Linked DNA regions of Mus musculus: region 1 is linked to region 2. Evidence: chromatin contacts called from public promoter capture Hi-C data. All regions are on one chromosome and are shown on one strand. The core of a region is the stretch at or near the end of the contact, and the rest is flanking DNA. Distances in the headings are between cores, read along the strand shown. Region 1 overlaps Mcoln2 (mucolipin 2). Region 2 overlaps Wdr63 (WD repeat domain 63).

Evidence for each region. Capture Hi-C pulls out chosen DNA fragments and counts their contacts.
Region 1: a promoter capture Hi-C map of adipose tissue shows a contact between it and region 2. The contact joins two enhancer-like sites. A contact is called at or near these places in 1 of 39 promoter capture datasets (liver), 3 of 15 datasets of contacts at CTCF or cohesin (CD8 T cells, the NIH/3T3 cell line and embryonic stem cells), 53 of 484 Hi-C or Micro-C datasets (the AML12 cell line, B cells, CD4 T cells and 39 more), 10 of 115 datasets of contacts at active chromatin or transcription factors (CD4 T cells, T-cell acute lymphoblastic leukemia, bone marrow-derived dendritic cells and 7 more) and 3 of 9 other capture datasets (adipose tissue, embryonic tail and liver).

The regions. Positions count from the first base shown.
Region 1 is chr3:146,190,895-146,197,398 of GRCm38.p6, reverse strand. Mcoln2 (mucolipin 2) reads right to left here. Exons shown (of 14, transcript NM_026656.5): 13 at 5,050-5,171; 14 at 1,888-2,644. The coding sequence ends at 2,608. Among named protein-coding and RNA genes, the nearest start is that of Lpar3, 27 kb to the left of the region's middle. Within about 2 kb of position 4,693, at least 29 of the 459 cell types and tissues checked have an H3K27ac peak or open chromatin away from gene starts, as enhancers often do. A contact at or near this core is called in CD8 T cells, DN3 thymocytes and thymic regulatory T cells, where this site is marked.
Region 2 is chr3:146,061,649-146,068,399 of GRCm38.p6, reverse strand. It overlaps Wdr63 (WD repeat domain 63), which reads left to right. Exons shown (of 23, transcript NM_172864.3): 13 at 1,470-1,598; 14 at 2,996-3,069; 15 at 4,918-5,119; 16 at 6,060-6,147. Among named protein-coding and RNA genes, the nearest start is that of Gm35409, 28 kb to the right of the region's middle. Within about 2 kb of position 5,044, at least 13 of the 459 cell types and tissues checked have an H3K27ac peak or open chromatin away from gene starts, as enhancers often do. A contact at or near this core is called in CD8 T cells, DN3 thymocytes and thymic regulatory T cells, where this site is marked.

The DNA.
Region 1 (6,504 bases), core at 3,444-5,943, 130 kb before region 2:
TGGAGTCGAATGTCAGGAGGAGCTTGCATGCTAATCTCATCAGCTTGGTGGGATGAAGAAATGGCCAGAACACTAGTGAGCCACACTTCTGGTGTGACTGGAAGAGAGTTTGCTGAAAGGATTAGCCGAGGGCAAGGCCCACCCTGGATGGAAGCAGCACCATCTGCCCAGACTGAATTGAGAAACATGGGGAAAGAGAGCATTTCTCCTTTCTCGCTTCGTGATGGAGCCGTTAAGAGCCACACCCCTTTCTATGAACTTTGACTCTTTTAAGTTTCAGTCTCCATTGTGCACACAGAGAAATGGAAACACACTGTGTACTGTCCAAAGATGGAGACGATCCCAGATAGACTAGCTACAGAAGCAAATGCTTTGTCTGCACCATTGCATGGAATCTGCGTCTAAACACTGCAGAGGATGGGAGGGAAGAGGCTCAAGGTCCACTCTAGTGCCAGAGTTCACGGCAGGAGCTGTGAGCCAAAGGTCAGTCGCAGATTTATCACCATCACCTCAGGGCGGAACGTGGCTTGTCCAGAGCCCCAAAGCTACAGGATGAGTGGGGTTCAAGGCGCCCAAATACTCTGCTTGTTTCTGCCATTCCAGTCAGTTACCTCAGGGTACTGTGTGTGGCTTTGGCTGTGTCACTGTAAGCCAAGGAGGTGATTTCTACAAGGGGTAGCGATTTCAGAATGTAAATAAAAGGTAAAAAAGATTGTATCTTCGGTCACAGTGAAGTAACTAAGGTCTGAGAGAAGAAAGGGCTTGTCCCAGACCTGTCCATCAGCAGTTACCCTACTACATCCTCAATAACTCGGGAAAGAGACCACAGTGAGAAAAGCCGCCATTGTTCAAAATGACTAAGAGCAAAAGAAACAATGTTTCCATGGTAACCTTGAAAAATATTTTTCTTCCTGAAAGCATTGGAGCCAACCGAACAAAAGGAAATGAAAGGAAACATAATAGCTGATTTTAAGAAGTAGCTAAGGACGAGTGAGATAGCATCATTAAGTTTCTATCAAATGACAGTCAAAGCTGTAGGCTACAAATCTAGTCTGTTCGGAGCCAACCAGGCTAGCAATGGCTTAACCCTATACCTGATCTGGAACCAGAGAAAGAAGCCCAGACCCTCAGTCTGATGATCTTTAGTTTTAAAACCAAGTCCTGTGACTCTTGAACTATTTTTTTGTAAAAAGAAAAATTAATTAAAATGATACTTTGACTAAGTACTCTATATGTAGTCACGAGTCTTTTTCCTTTAAAAAAATAAAGATTGGTTTCTATGCTGTGTATGAGCGTTTCGGTTGCCTAGCTGCATCTGTATGATTCTTCAGATGTCAGAAAAAGGCATGTGCTCCCTGAATTATAGGGTCTCTGGAATTATGGGGTCTCTCGAGTCACACTGTGGGTGCTGGGCACAAAACTCAGATTGTCCCCCAAGGACAGCAAAAAACAGCCCTAGCATGAAACATGCCCTCACCTACAGATCTTACAGTTATTAGCTGCAGGGTTTTCTCTGTCTGGATTTGTTGGACGGATATGAAGAAGAGCAGGAGCAAGGAGCAGATGGAGAATCAGACAACGGTTCTTGGAGCGGAGACAAAGGCAGGGAAGGGCAGGAGCTGCTCTGAGATGCAAACCCAAATCTTACTCTGCACCAGTAGCCCTCATAGCCCCAGATAGCTCAGCTATGACATAATGATCTTAGTCTCAAGTCTTTATCAAATAGCTTCTATGGACCAACCCTCATAGCTCCTTCACCACTTGTTTAAAAATGACGGATCTCTCAGGTGGACAAAGTATTCAAGAGGGATGGTATAAAATGGAACTCTCACTCAGTGACTGTCAAGAGACATCGCATTGTAACACAATAATAGTACAATGCAACATCGTGAAAATAAATTTATTTAATGAAAAATCTACACTTCCTTCCATGACAAGGGCAAATCCCCACCACAATGGAGCTGACTTGTGAAACAGATGGCCACTCCAAGCTTAGGGTGACTCACTCATCATGTGTCCAGTCCAGGGAGAGCTCACCTGAGGGGACAGCCAGGTGCTCTTTCATCCCGCTGACTGTGCTAACAGACACTGGTGTTGTGCTTGCTGAAGAAGCAAGCTCACAGTCCAACCAGTCACGAACTGAGTGGCTTACCACTCTCTAGCTTCAAGTCTTAATTTGGTTTGGAAGCAAATTTATTTCTGTGCAGACCATAAATTAACAAATGTCTTCAAATCCAAGTGTCACGTTTTGAAACAAATCTTTGTTTTTTCAATAAGCATGCATCTTTATCTGGGTTTAAATATTGCTTACACACTCTGAAGTGGGAATATTTCTTTTTACATCTCAACATTATGATGTCACAAACGACCAGACTCCTGGTGAATTTCATTGCCACGCTGGCCTCACAAGAGGCTTACTCTTCACACTCCATGTCTATGAAAAGTAACTTTGGAATGTCAGGTCTGATCAGCAGCTCATGGACACCCCTCCTTCTGGTTCCACAATTCAGCAGGACAATCTTTGAGCCGACTGCTGCTACCTCTGGGGTCTCTCTGAATGACCTCAGCATAAAGGGATCTGGACTTGACTGACATCAGCCAAAGGTTTTAGTCAATGAGAATCAAGTGGTCATTGCTTCTTCTCCTGTAACAGAAAAGGGGATGAAGGAGTAAGAGAACGTCAAGTTAAGAATTTTTGTTTGGATAGTCCTGCGTCATTGATGCTGTTGTTGTCATTGTTGTGGTTGCTGTTGTTGTTTAGACAGGGTCTCATGTAGCTCAGGTTAGCCTCAAACTATGTAGCTGATAATGACCTTGAATTCCTGGTCCTTCTGCTTCCCCTCCCAGAACACACGCAACGCCACATCTGACATTGACAGCTCTTATTTTTTTTATTTTATTATTCAGATAGTGATGTTAGGGACCAAACTGAGGGTCTTGCCCAGTCTAGGCAACTTTTCTACCTGGACTCCCCAAAATCTTTACAAAAAGACTAGAATACGCTCTAGACACATATAGCTTATGTGAGCCAAATGTGAAAGAGGAAGAAAATGGAGCACGGGAAATGTACATACTTTGAGGCTTGGATTGAGGCTCTGGAAACAACCGATTGAGCAACCATCATCTCTCAGGACCCTGCTCTATCAGAGCTGATCAATGGCTACAAGGGCCAGACACTTTCCTTCATAGAAGAGAACGTTTGACAACTCATATCTGCCCATCCAAGCCTTGTCCTCCAAAGAGCCAAATCCTGTCAGTCTGGGAAGAGAGACCTGAGGCCAGCAGGTTCACCCTGCAGGCATCAAGTGGTTCAGGAGAACCATAGACTATCTATGCCCGAGTACACAGCTTAGGGTATTTCTAGAGACATTTAACTGAGAAGGAGGAAGTCCGGAAGGTGGGCAGCCTTGGTTTGGAGTGAATGAATGCTAAGCAATCAGCCTTCATCTTCTGCTTCTTCCCTGTGCCCAGTGTGACCAGCTACCATGTGCCCAGTGTGACCAGCTACCATGTGCTTCGTGCCCAGTGTGACCAGCTACTGTGTGCTCCATGCCCAGTGTGACCAGCTACCGTGTGCTCCATGCCCAGTGTGACCAGCTACCGTGTGCTCCGTGCCCAGTGTGACCAGCTACCATGTGCTCCGTGCCCAGTGTGACCAGCTTTGCTTGCTCAGACCCTGAGCTGCCATAAGTCCTTCATCCCTTAAGCTGTTTATCATCAGGTATTTGTCACGACAGCCAGAAAAGCCATTAATATAATAACTACAGGATGCCATGGCGGCCCCGAGAGACCTGTGATAGCCTTCCCATGTCTTCGGAGGCAGTTGCAAATTAAGAAAATTAATCTTCTTTTACCCTGGCATCCGCGGCAATAGTTTAACGCTCTGAGAGGATGAAATGCAATTTTGAGAATGTCTCAGAAGACCTCGTCTCGTGTTTACCAGACATCCTCGGGATGTGCTCACTCGTCTCATGGAAAAATCTCAAGATGCGGTGTGAATCAACGGACAGAAAACTCCTCATGTGAGCCTAAGTAGCTGTGATCTCCCATCTCCCTTGAGGAACTGGATTGATGGAATGCTCAGAAAGCAAAGGCAAGGAATACTTGAAAAATGTCTACCTCTGACCCAAGTGAAAACAAATCTGGGTACGTTTGAGAAAACCATGACCTCCATGCTGGTCACCACCCAACTGTGTAGCACCCTCTGGTCACTGAGAACCAGGTCATTTCTCTCAGAGTCCAAACAGCCAGCAATGAAGAGCTACTGAGGCGTGCTTTTAACCAAGAACACTGTGGTGGTTTGCTTGAGAATGGTTTATATATTTGAATGCGTAGTCCCCAGTTGGTGGGACTATTTGGGAGGATTGGGGGTGTGGCTTGTTGGAGGAGTTTGCACTTGGAATGGGCTTAGAGGTTTCAAAAGCACTTATGTATTCCCAGTTAGCTGTCTCTCTTGCCCTATGCTTGTGGATCAGAACGTAGGCTCTCAGCTACTGCCCCAGCATCATGCCTGCCTGCTGCCACGTCCCCTTCCATGATGGTTCATGGGCTCACCCTCTGAAACTAAAACCTCAATAAACTCTTTTTTTTTTTTGGTTGCTTTTATCTTGGTGCTTTGTCACAGCTACAGGAAGGTAAGTAAGACAGACACCAAAGGCTTCCTCTCCATCATGTCCTATCTGTTCAAGGAACTGGTTTGCTCCACATCCTGTGAGGGGAGAAAATGCCTTTGCCATGTCTGGAGCTGCACCTTCAGAACATACACTCTGACCTCTTCCTTGGGCCTCTTAAGATTCATCCTCCTGCTTCTGGTCACAGTCCATCTCCTCCTAGGGTTCCCACAAGGTCTCTAAAAGTTTCAGTGATGTCATGGAGCTTTCTACACAAACCTTGTGGTATGGAACATTGTTTTACAAGAAACAATGTATTTCTCAAACAAACCTGTGTGGGAGGAGAGAAAAAAAAGAGCAACCATTTCCCACCACCGGCAGATTTCTGAGAGCAGAGTTCAGTTGAGATGACTGTCTTCCCTCCACAGACAACACTGACCTCCTCAGACAGCAGAGGCAGGACAGCAAGGCCGATGGCTGCTTCTGGTACCCATCTTTGCTTCCGCTCTCCTTCAGGAATTTCTGCAGATCTGTTTCAGGAAACCCATGCTGCTGGTACTTCTTTTGAAAAAGCAGACAGCGCTGTTGTTACCTCCTGTCCAGGGCATGAGCAATGGTTCTCTTTGTCAAGAAAGCAAACCCCGCCTCTGTGAAATGCAACTCCCGGGTGCTAGCTCAGATCCAAGGAGTGCTATGAACAATGCAGAGTCAGTCTGTCAGTCCCAGAACAATCTGTCCGTCCCAGAACAGCTAAGTGTGGCGGTGGAGGGGGGAACTGAGAACAATGGAAGGGAAAACTCCAGAAAACAAGCCAGGGGAGAGGGGGAGAAGTGAGTTGAAAAGAATTGAAAGAAATCATCCAAACCAGAAAGCCAGAGTGTTAATCATGAGGCCAGCAGTTGTCACTCGGCACAGTGTCCACCTAGAATCTCACAGGGACATAATTCACATACATGGAAGATGACCACAGAGTGGGACAGGGGTAGATTTTTCCTAACAGATAAAACACTCCTAGCACCCAGTCATGTTTAGTAAGTTCGTCCACACCAAAGTTCAGACTTGCCCCACACAAGGACACATATCAATTTTGACCATGTCAAAGACATGAATCTTCATGGCAAGAACCTGCAATACTGTCCCCGTACCTTGCTACGGGGCAGCTACCACGAACGCCCTGACTCTGATCCTCACACGCTGACCACTCATCAGCTTTTCTTGGACTTTGTATGAGAAGGACTGAGCAGAGGCAAGGACACCACCGTGGTACTTGTCCTGACGTCGTTTAGGTGCTGGCCCTGAAGTAGTTTTCCTAACACAACCATCTGTTGTGGGGGTACCAGCTCCTAAGACAGTGAGCATCTTTGGAGCTGCAATACAGCAACCACACAGGACCAGTGAGAAAGAGCACGGGATGTACCATGGTTTAGGAAAGCTGGAACTGTCCTTTCCTTCCCCTTAATGAAGTGTGCACTGTAAATATATATGCTATCTCATGGTCATTTCTCAGTTGCCAGGGTGGCAATCACCTCCCATCGCTAGAATTTACACTGTGTCCTAGCTAGCCATCCAGGCAGGAGCATCTGTCAGCTCTGAGAACAGCAGTCGGGTTGTTGAGTTCATTAGAATCAACCTCTCCCCTTTCTCTATTTCTCCCTACATACTTCCGACCCATACCACGGTAACAAGTGAAATGTTTCAAGTACTGTGCTGGGAAGTTTTATGTCAACTTGACATAAGGGGAGGTTATCTGAAAGGCGGGAACCTCAGCTGACAAAATGACTCCACAGGATCTGGCTGAAGGGCATTTTCTCAATTACGGATTGACGGGGGGGGGGGGGGGGGGGGGTTGGTGGGGGGGGTGTAGGGGGGTTGTTCCTAGCCCATCGTGGCTAGT
Region 2 (6,751 bases), core at 3,795-6,294:
AAGTCAGGGTATCAAGACACTGCCTCAGAGGCCTTGGCTGTGCTACCTGGCCTCTCTAAAAGGAAGTTCCCATGTATAAGATGAAAGAGTAACAGTCCCTTCTGTTGAAAATACGTTACCAATGGGCTGACAGGATGGTTCACTGTGTAAGTGTACCTGCCACCATTCCCAATGACCTGAGTTCGATTCCTGATACCCAAACAGTGGAAGGAGAGATCTACCCTCACGAGTTAGCCTTTGACCTCCACACTCAAACACACACATACATACATGTGCACGTGTACAAAATAAATAACAAAAAAATTTAAGTTAAAAAAATGTGTTATGGTTCTGTGAGGCTATAGATCCCAGTAAGAGCACTGGGAAGAGCAGCCAGCATCTAGGTGAGTTTTTCCCCTCCAATATCACATATCCCCTCCAGCCCCAGTCCTACAGCCTTGCTATCCATAGGTCTCTCCCCAGAGAATGGCAGGATGTATGCATCTCTGTACCCATGGAAACACTCCTTCATGAACAGTTTGGGTTCATAATCCTTGTGAAATGTTGCATCTAATGAGAGAGAGACAGAGAGAGAGAGAGAGAGAGAGAGAGAGAGAGAGAGAGAGGTCTATGCTAACACCGGCTACTCTTCTGCTCCCGTGGCTCACTTGTCACTGCACTGCTGTTTTCTCAGTCATCCATCCCCTAGGGCTAAGCTGTCACAAATCCCCGTAACTCAGTAAAATCAAAACTTCAGAGGCTAGTAAATTATCAGTCAAATTTTTTATCAGACTCATCCCACAAAAGTCCTGCGCAATGAACTCAGAACCAATTGATATTGATACAGGCTGCCCACCTAGATTGGACAGATTGTCCTATATTATCCTATTGCTCTTCTATGGTATTCATAGCTACCTGTGGTTATTTAAAGTCCCATGAATTGTGTTCATCTTCTTCCTCCATCTTCTCTCATCCTTCTGTCCTCTGTCTCCTGTCCTATCTCTCTGAAAAACTTAGCCCTGCCTACCTTTTTCATTGCCCAGTCACAGACTCTAGGTTTACATTTCACCTGCCCTTTCCTGTTTATCAACAGCCATCTGCAAAATGTAGATATTAAACTACTTTTTAAAAAATATTTGTTTATTTTATGTATATGAGTACACTATAGCTGTCTTCAGATATACCAGAAGAGGGCATTAGATCCCATTACAGATGGTTGTGAGCCACCATGTGGTTGCTGGGAATTGAACTCAGGACTTTGGAAGAGCAGTCAGTGCTCTTAACCACTGGGCCATCTCTCCAGCCCAACATTAAACTACTTTGAAAGGGAAAATTGGTAAACCTGTTACTAAGTATGTGGTATAGGGAAACACGAATTTGTGTTTTACCTTAACTGATACAACTCTGACTTGTTACATTTTAACTGGAATGGCCAGAAAAGTTGGCCTGTCAGCTCTCTGAAACATAACTTTCTTCTCACCTTTATCCAGCCCATGTTTCTCCTTGAACCAGACAGCAATAAAGAATCGATGTACATCAGACACTGTGCAGTGTCTTCCATTGAAAATGGCCATAGGAAAGTAATCACGGATATACACTGGCTGCCCGACTCATTCGAGGTAAGTTTTGATGATTGTGTGAGTGCTGGGCCTCAAACCTGTCTTCTCGTCTTCTCTAGAAGAGCAGACAGTGCTCTTAGCCACCAAGCCATCTCACCAGCCTGGATTCTGTTAGATTTGTTTTGTTTGTTTTGTGACAGTGTCTCGTGTATCACACACTGGCTTTGAACTTACTAAGTAGTCAACGATGACCTTGAATCTCCGATTCTCCTGTCTCCGTCTCCCAAGTGTTGGGCTTACAGACGTGGGTACCTTACCCAGTGTGTGTGTGGTGCTGCTGGAGATCACATCCAGGGCTGAGGGCACACTTGGCAAGCGCTGTACTAACTGAGCTACCCTCGGTCCCTGTTTAGTTTATAAGATGTGTTTTTTAAGCTTCTGAAATAGTATTGTGGCTTTAGGAGTTCGCTCTAGCTTCATTTCTATTGCTGTGATAAAATGCTTTGGCCAGAAGCATCTTAGAGCAAGGGTTTACTTGGGTTATATTTCCAAGTCCATCCCCGAGGGAAGTCAAGGCAGGAGCTTGAAGCAGAAACCATGGAGGAACACTACTTGCTGGCTCCATTATTAGACCCTTCTTAGGCTCCTGCTTAGCCTACTCTTCTCACACAGCTCAGAATCGCCTACCTAGGGTTGGTTTCTCCCACAATGGCTGGGCCCTCAGTCACCAAGTTATAATAAGGTAATTTCCCACAGATGTGTCCATGGGCCAGTTGGATGTAGGCAATTCCTCAACCAAGGCTTTCTTTGACAGAGATAATCAGGACAGAGTTCTAAATCTTTCACATGCAAAGCCCTGGAGTGCTGAATCTCTAAGATCCTAGGGGTGTCCTCCCGAGAGGGAGAGATTCTTAAACTGTCAGATCCAACGGAAGTCAGCATCTAGCACACAACCAACTGACCGTGAAAAACTGAAAGAGCCTGCATTTCCAAAACTAGTGAATAATGAGGTGATTATGTCACCTGCATTTTACAAAACAATTAAAAGTAATCTGTGAGTATGCAGATAAAATTCAGGTCGTGTAAACTGAAAAATCTGAGAATCAACATTTATATGCATCCTAATTAAAACTCTATAAAAATGTTTCTGTGAACAAAGAATGGATAAGAATTCCAAGTAGAGTTGTGTTAGATCTTAAAACCTGGATTCCAAACTTCTAGGATAGCGTTAAAGATAGTTTAACAAAACTTCTTAAAAGAAAAAAAATTAAAAGAAAATAGCCATAAGAAAAATTAGTTCTAGCTACTTAGAAGTTACCTTTCTCTGATAATAGTCTCTGTGCTTTGAGAGTTGTGTATATGTATTCCTGGTGAGATGTCCATGACTAGGGAGGTCAGAGAGAGCCTTGGAGGAGAACTACTGCTGTTAGCTGACAGAGTGTTCTTTTCTTAAACAGATTAACAGGATGGGATCCGTCTTTGAGAACCGAAGTGGAATAAATTGTCAGCTCGTCACATGCTCAGCAGACTGGTACGTCTCACTTCCAACACTGCCTAAGATCCATCCCAGGCTGTGTTCTTCTGGCTTCCATGTTCCTAAAACCAACATCTTCCTTCACTCTCCAATAATTATTGAGCAATTAAAGTAATGGGAGGAGAACTGCATAGATTATCATTGGCATTTACAACAAAGCCAGGGTTTGACCTGAGTCCGAGCACTCAGAAGGCTGTAGCAGGCCAAGTTCTATGAGGATGAGGCCGCACGATCTACATAGCAAGGTCCAGGCCAACCAGGGTTACATAGTGAGATCCGGTGTCAAAGGAAAACAAACGAACTTTTTAATGGAGAAAAATTTGGAAATGATAAGAAATTGGGAGCTAGAAGTCTCAGCTGATAAAAGCCCTTGGCCACAAAGCCTGACGACCCAAGTTTAACTCCCAGAACCCAGGGTGGAAGCTGTCCTCTGACTGCCGCACATGCACCACAGCATGCCAGCGACCGTGCTCAGACACATCGCACACACAGTGATGATGATGATGATAGTAAATAAAATACTTTTGGAAAACCAAGAGTTAACTAGGTGTGGCATCAGCGCACCGAATTAGCCAGAGTTCCTCTGCTTCTTCACGTGCCATACTCGGAACTCTATGGCTTATGCCGTTTCCATTCAGTTTATCTCACAGATCTGAGGTCGTCACACGTAGCAGGAAGGCCTCTGAGAAGCAGAAGCAGAGTGTCTACTTTTCTGATGCGCATCCATACAGAGCGTTGCTATAATACAGCAGCTATGGTGAAGGCTGCCCATTTAGATGCGATCATAGCTGCCTGATTATAGAGTTAACTCAGGACAATGTAGGACGTGCAATACTAACAAGTATGCTTATCTGGACTTCACAACTTGAAAACGTTGCCCCTAAAAACAGCTTTGTAGCTCATAGTCTAAGCACTCAAAAGACTGAAGCCTGAGAGTCATGGCTTAAGTTCAGCCTGAGCTGCATGGAAAGTTCTTATTCTTTTTTTAAAAAAAAAAATCTTTGAAGTTGGATGCAGTGGTGCACACCGTTAATACTTTAAACCCTTTGCACTTGGAAGCAAAGGCGGGATGATCTGTGTGAGTTTGAGGCTAGCCTGGTCTACATACTGAGTTCCAGGGCAGGTAGAGCTGTGTAATGAGACCCTGGCTCAAAAATAACCAAACGAAAAACAAACAAACAAAAAAACAAAAACAAAAATTCTTTGACCCATGTAGAAATAACACCTTGTGCTAGGGGAGTAGACAGGAGCAGGCGCTGTGAGGTCCAGGACTACTGACTACTTTAACAGCCACCACTAAAACTAGACATTTTAAATAGATGAACTTATTATATATATGAGTCACATCTTAATAAAACACTTACATTCCTTTTTAAAGTCATCAGTTACAAACTGAATCCCCGTGCATTACCATCAAGACAACGTAAGTCATGAAACATCCCTAGTGAGCCTGGTGTGATTCTGCACAATAGGAAGCACCATGCTGGGGCGGGGCGGGGCGGGGCGGGCCAGTGTTCTGGCTTCTCTTACAGAGGTCCCAGGTTCAGTTCCCAGCACCCACATGAGACAGCTCCCCCTCTGGGAATTCCGGCTCTCAGAAATCTGAGGCTTTCTTCGGGTCTCTCTGGATATTACACTCACATACACAAAGTCACACAGCCACACACAAATGCAGTTAGCTAAAAAATCAAACCTCTGAGAAAGCAGCGCGCAGAAAGGCCTTGCTTCCTAAAACACTCAGCTCTAGAAACATTAAGACGTCGCCATTGTCTCGCATGGTATCCGGACACTGCATCTCTTACTCGGTCTTAATTTTAAAAAATAATAACATGATTTTTCTTTTAGCACGATTTGTTTTTGGGATATCCGGCCCCAAAAACCTGCAGTCACAGCTGCAGCTGCAGCCTCAGCAGCAACCACAGCCACCAACAACGCAAACTCCCAGCAATCACCGGTAGAGAAGAAGAAAGAAGAAAACATTGACATTCCCTTTGATGTGCCCTCGACTTTCTTGCACCTAGATCTCTCCTGGAAACCCCTGTCTAGAGTAAGTAACATGGGCTCGGCTCCTCCCTATACCCCATACTCGTGACATAAATCACACCCAGGTACCCGCCCTCCAATTGAAGAATGGCTTGAGTTGACACGGGACCACAAGATCCATTCATTCATTCATTCATTCATTCATTCATTCATCATCCATCCATCAAACTCCTTGACTTCTGGTGACACCCAAACCACAGTGACCTTGGCTGGGATTGATACTTCTTGCGTAAGTGAGCCACAACTTACAAATGGCCGTGTGGTGATTTCCTCAGCTTCGTACTGACTCCTTGAAGATTGGCAGCTCCTCGGGTGGGCCCAGGAAGTCTAATTGAGTTGTGAATAGTTGAAGCAAAACAAATGAATACGTAAATGTACCAAAGAATAATTGCATGGCAAGTGGGTAAACAAATATCCAGAAGGAGAAGACTGAGGAGCGGGCATAGGGGAAGAAACCTAAGGGCCGTTTATCATTCTAACCAGGAATACATGACGCAGGCACAAGGCCACAATTGTCATTAAGGTAAAGTATGTCCCTGATGGGACCTGCAGCCATCCAGTTAAAAGCAAGGTCCCTTCCTGAGCCTTTATCTTTACCTTTAAGAAAAACTTAGGGAAGAAGGCTAGCAGCCCCCTTGTTCATTATCTTATGCTGCAACTCATGAAGATGAGTTTTGGAATACAATATAAAACACATAAAGAAAGAAAATAGCACTTTGGGGTTGGGAAACATGTCCCCAGGCAGGCTTCCCTTGGTAGCTTGGTTATAGAAATAAGAATTGGGTGTTTTTCATGGGGAAAAACAACTCGGTTAAAGGCAGGGGGGGGGGGTAGTGATACAAGGTGAGTTTCTAGTGAACTAGAAGCAGAGGGACAGGCCAAAAAAAAAAAAAAAATCCAAGGATTTTCTAAGAATATGTCTTTCTTTTATTTTCTTCCAAAAGTTAAAACTGTCTAAGGGTGATACAAGTTTAGACCACTGTCCAACCAAGCTGAGCCTGGGCGAAGACCCTTTTCTTTGCAAAATACAAGGTAACTAAAGCACCTTTGTCTATTACAAGGGTGTCTTGGAGCACTGCTATCCATTTATGTCTAAGGTGAGTTTCCTGCTAGAACTCCCTGATTCGTAAGAGCACGCAATGAAACCTCCATGAAAGTTTGTATCTCTTTACGAGAGAGGCAGCTTGTGCGGAAACCATCAGGACACAGATGGCAGGCACATCAGAATTCGTAAGAGCACGCAATGAAACCTCCATGAAAGTTTGTATCTCTTTACGAGAGAGACAGCTTGTGCGGAAACCATCCGGACACAGATGGCAGGCACATCAGATCCTGATGCAGTTCTGTAAGCGCTGAAAGGGTGTCTCTGTGTCTCTGCTCTGTTTCCTACTTTTATTGGTCTTGAACTCCTAGACTTGAGTAGAACTTCTCCCTCGGTCTCTGAATTAGGCAGTACCGTGGGTACATGCCTCCAAGGCAACTTCTGTATGTTTTGAAGCCTCATGTCATTGGCTGCTAAGGAAGAGATAGTTTTCTTCAGGTGTGTGTCCACTCTTATGTTGACCATGCCCTAGTGAATGGTCCTATAGTATCCTATACGTACATGTGGGTAGCGCTACCTGGAATCAGAGTGTAA